Regions from separate parts of the Hordeum vulgare genome. Here region 2 is linked to region 1. The links are chromatin contacts, called in public Hi-C maps. All regions are on one chromosome and are shown on one strand. Each heading gives the region's core, a stretch centred on a gene start, on an enhancer-like site or on the middle of the called end of the contact. The rest is flanking DNA. Distances are from core to core; before and after follow the strand shown. Region 1 has its middle 23 kb from the start of LOC123448981. Region 2 has its middle 21 kb from the start of LOC123448983.

The links. Hi-C and Micro-C count contacts between places; a contact is called where the count stands out from the background.
Region 2: a Hi-C map of leaf shows a contact between it and region 1, with 6 times the contacts expected there. The contact joins two enhancer-like sites. A contact is called at or near these places in 2 of 6 Hi-C or Micro-C datasets (leaf and seedling).

Annotation. Positions count from the first base shown.
Region 1 is chr4H:465,585,722-465,588,271 of MorexV3_pseudomolecules_assembly, forward strand. No RefSeq gene overlaps it. Among protein-coding and RNA genes, the nearest start is that of LOC123448981, 23 kb to the left of the region's middle. Within about 2 kb of position 1,275, at least 3 of the 3 cell types and tissues checked have open chromatin away from gene starts, as enhancers often do. A contact at or near this core is called in leaf, where this site is marked.
Region 2 is chr4H:465,888,391-465,890,940 of MorexV3_pseudomolecules_assembly, forward strand. No RefSeq gene overlaps it. Among protein-coding and RNA genes, the nearest start is that of LOC123448983, 21 kb to the left of the region's middle. Within about 2 kb of position 1,266, at least 1 of the 3 cell types and tissues checked has open chromatin away from gene starts, as enhancers often do. A contact at or near this core is called in leaf, where this site is marked.

The DNA of each region.
Region 1 (2,550 bases), core at 25-2,524:
CAGCTCTAGCAAGAGCCCTGGCCGATGTGTACTCGAGCGAGAACTGTTGATTGTCCGGTGATGGTGGTGCAGTTTCTGGCGTCATCGGAGGAGTATGCTGCGGCGTCAGCACGGGCGACTGCATTGCAAAGCTGCCGCTGCCCAACCAATTATCCACTTTCGAATACTCTCCGTTGTCGTCATCCCCCGTTCCATCTCCCACCGTAGAGTGGCCGCCATCGCCTGGTTTCGCCATCGCCGGCGCCATCGCGGGAGAGGGAGTGCAAGCGAGAGAAGAGAGGAGGACGGGGAAACAGAGTGAGCCGGGTCGGTCGCTTTGACCACGGTCGGAACGGGTCGACCTAACGGTCGTCCGCAAGCGCGCCGTGAGCCCCTAGCCGACAGAACCCTCACGGGCGGGCCCATACGTGTCATAAGCGCATTTAAAATGTAACCGTTCGATCACTAGGTTTTTTGAATCAGCCGTACCGCAACCACTTTTGTGGTACTTTTTTAAAAGATTAAAAAATAGTAATTTTCCAAAATTAACGTTTGTAATGTGATAGTTTTTGTTATATACTCCCTCCGTTCCTAAATATAAGTCTTTGTAAAGATTTCACTAGTAAACTATATATGGATGTATATAGACATACTTTAGAGTGTGATTTACTTATTTTGATTTGTATGTAGACTCCTAGTAAAATCGTTTAAAAAATTTATATTTAGGAACGGAGGGGTACTCGGTTGCATTGCATGACAGGTCACATCATGGTGTCTCGCGAATCGGTTCGATTGTCTTGTCATCCTAATGGCTGGATCGAACTCGGTGGATGGAAACAGTGCCCTCCAACAGCTTCTCATCCATACAGTCCACGGAGATTTGCAGTGTAATCTTTTTTTTTTCATCGACTATTTTGCAGTGTAATCTGATGACCAGAAAGTACACTTCCAGAAGATGTGCGGAAAAGACGCTTTTTTTTCGTTTCGAAGAAAAACGACCCTTTTTGTGGCAAAATACACTCTGAAGTGTGAACTGAAGCACCGTGGCTTACACTGTGCTTTTGTGGCAGATTTTTTTCTAGAGGCAAACCACACTTTATTGTCCCCACAGATTAAATAATCAGACAACTTATTTTAGCCTTTAGGCTGAATATATTTCAGCCAGCCCGAGAGAGGAAAAAGAATTATTGGCCCGTCCGACATAATAAAAGGCTGCAAGCCTGCTAGATATTTTTTCTGGCAATCAGCGAGTGTGTAACTTCTGACTTGCTCAAAGGGGCAAGCATGATGGGCCAGCCCATACGCGTGCGAGGCCACGGCCTGTTTTTCTGTTCTTTTACGTGTTCTGTTTTCGTTTTTGCTTTATTGTTTTACGTTTGTTTATACTCTAATATATTTCAAAAATCATATTTTTAAAATGTGAACCAAGTATTTTAAAAATAATAATTAGGCATTCGGAAGTATTTGGAAATTTTCTTATCAATCTTTCACAAAATATCGAACAAGTATTTGAAAAAAATGTTAACTAAGCATTCAGAAAATATTGAACAAGTATTTTAAAAATGTTAATCAAGTATTTGGAAAACTTTGAGCGTGTATAAAAAAATTGTTGACCACGTATTAAAAAATGATGATTTTTTTGATATTGTATATAAAATGTTAATCAATAATTTTAGAAAAAAATATTGGGCAAGTATTTTAAAACTATTAAACAAGCCTTTTGGAAATATTAAATGTCTAAGGAGAAAATGTTGACAATATATTAAAAAATGATAAATTTATCATGTATATAAAAATATGTAACAAGTGTTTGAATAATGTCTATCAAGCGTTTCGAAAATGTTAAATGTTTGTAAAATTATGTTGGTAATGTATTAAAAAATGTTAATGTTTTTACTTTAAAATTGTTAATCAAGCATTTTAAAAAGTATATAGATAAAAATTTGACCATGTATTATAAAAATTTGACCATGTATTTTAAAAAGTGTATATGAAAAATGTTAACCAAGCATTTAAATGTTAAAATTGTGTATAAAAATGTTTATAATATATTAAAAATGAACTGTGTATATAGAAAATATTCATCATATATTAAAAATGTTAAATTATATTGAAAAAAGTTAAACGTGTATTATAAAAATCTTGTTGATATATACAAAAAATGTAGAATAAAAAACCAAAAGAGAAAAACAAAAAAACTAAAAAAAATATGAAATAAACCAAATGAAACATAAAATGAAAAATCAAACTGAAGAAAAATGCAAAACGAATGAAAAAATAATAAAAATATGAAGTAAAAACACATGTCAATTATTTTGTAAGACTTTTTTTTGGAGATGAGTCGAGGAAAAATGTGAAGTGCTTGAGTTTTGTGCAATGTAAATGATATAACAAAAATGAATGAAAATTCTCTTAATAAAATTTGTTTGGAGAATTAAAGTATGGAAGAATCTAGAACAAAGGAGAACAGTCTTTGTTTTAAAGTTTGTGCATATTATGATTGTGCTTAAGCTCAAGGAGAAACTTCTAGATATTATGTAATGAAGAGAATGTCTAATGGTCAATATTACT
Region 2 (2,550 bases), core at 16-2,515, 300 kb after region 1:
TCAACTCATGAACTCTTTTCAAATTTGTGATTTTTTTTTTCAGATTTGATGACATTTTCAAGTTTGTGGACCTTTTTTAAATTCATGCTTTTTTGAAAAGGAATAAAATGTTTGAAATCCATGAACATTTTTTAAAAATTGATCAACTTTTTTCAAATTTGTAAACATTTTTAAAAAATTAACCTTTTTTAAAATCCATAAACTCTTTTCTAATCGCCGATCTTCTTTCAATTTCATGAACTTTTTTGAAAAATTGAAGAACATTTTTTTGATTCGATGTTTTTTTCATATTCCTGAGTTTTTCAATAAATCCGTGAACTTCCTCAAAATCAATGAACTTTTTGCAAATTCATTTTTATAATTGATGAACTTTTCTTTGAATTGTGAACTTTTTTCAAATTTGAGAACCTTTTTTTAAACCCATGACCATTTATATGTTTCTTCTCGAATTTGTGAAAAAAATATTCACAAACTTCTATAAAATTCATGAACATTTTCAAATTCATGATTTTAGAATTTGCGAACACTTGTCTAGACCCGTGCCTATTTGTTGAAAGCCACGAACCTTTTCTATTTTATAATTATTTTCAAAATCATGAAAAAGGTGGCGTCTTTATTTTTCTGACTAGCAACTCACCACACCTGAGCAAAAAAATAAGAACGAGCGAGCGAGCGAGGCTGAGCGAACGAATCAGCAATTAAGCGCAAAAAAGGGAGTAATCATATAAGTTTCCCAAAGTGTAGCCCACATGCGTCTAAGAGCAAGTACAATAAAGTTGAGTCAGTTGGCTATAAGAAATAAAGTAGTATATTTTTGTTTAGTTGGAGGAAACAGAAAATGAGAGAAGGTAAGCGGACTCTTAGTTAAGAGCTAGCTCTAATACATGCTCTTAGGCACTTTGTAAGAGTGAAAGGTGGGCCATGTAATAAAAAATAGTATATTTTTCTAATCAATTATTGTACATGTTGGCTATAAGATGTGATATAGATGACATGAGAATGACCATAGCGAGGAGTTGACTATAGTATTAACCGTGCTCTAATAGTGGCACACCTCTTAAACAGTGCTGAAGCATCAAATATGAGTTGTCGATTGTGTTGGCATGTTCGCTAGTTTTTGCTAGACCAGTGATAGACGCTGATGCACCAGCCCAAATTTGTATCGTCCTTCCGCGGCCGCACGATCTGCGTCTTAATAGCCGTTTGATTAGAGCGTTATGTTCATCACTGTCCACCTCTCTCACTCAAAGAAACAAAAAATAAAATAAAATCAACCAAGCTCCCCGCATCGCTTTACACATCACGCCCGGGAAAAAAGTCCACCTCGCTCAGCGCCAGTGATGTCCCCCCAATCAAAGTACCCTTGGTCGGAGCTTCCATGAAGATCCCATCCGGGGCGGTCATGGCCGGTTGCAGCAATTGCCGTGCCCGTTGTAGCAACGAGCATGCCCGGTTGCAACAAAACGTCGTGTCGATTATAGCACCGCCGATGCTGGTTCCGGCAAAAACTCGCCGCATCATCATGTTTGCAGCAAAAATGGATGCAGCTTCGCCGGTTATGGATGCAGCGCCACCCCCACCCCTCAATATGACATGGAAGCAACACATGCCAACAAATGCAGGTCGATCATGCAATACATGCGTGAGCGACGCAACATTTGGTCGGACTGCCGGCGTGAAGAGTTTTCCTTTTGCTAGATTCAGGTCGAACAAGAGTGGGTCTTATAATCCACCCCTTTTTAGTTACTCCCTTTATTTTTATATATAAGACCACTATAAAAAATACAATTTACAAAAATATAAGGTCACTAATCCTAATCGATGTAATATTAATGATGTTTGTTTCATAACACTGATCAACTGCTATATTAAAAAGGTAAATGTTTGTAGCCGGTCGACCAGCTGAGTTTTCATTGAGTCGTACGCGGAGCGTCACATACGGGGCCATGCGTGGGTTCCCCCCTAAATCTTATTTATCTTTCCACCCTTGCATTTTTGGCCACTCGTTCCCCTTCCTCTGCCGCTAGTATAGCTTCCTCATTTCTCTCATGTCTCGACCCAGCCTTCCTAGCAGCTCATCGACGTTGCCGCCGCATCACCCCTGCATTTTCCCGTATACTGCAAGGACACCCGACGATCTTGCCATGCGCCACTCACACCCCGTCAACTTCCTTTGTCCTAGTATGTGTTGTTATAGAATTGAATCTCTAAAAAATAAAATTTAGGAACGAAGGAAGTATATATTTGGGCTAATTATATTACACTAAATATATACTCCCTTCGTTCCTAAATATATACCCCTTTGTCTTGGCTAACTCTTGCGGCTACCATCACTGTGCTGAGTTGATTTTACAGGGCACGGACATCGGACACGTTTACTCCCGCACACCTATGTTTGTTGGAGATACAATCACAAACAATTGTTTCATCAGATTTGTTTGTTATTTATATATAGCATCATTTGGGAAACCGGCAAAAAACGCGAGAGAGGGTCAGAACACAACCACAAAGGGGTAATGCGCACAGTAAAAACCAAACTCGACCGCGACC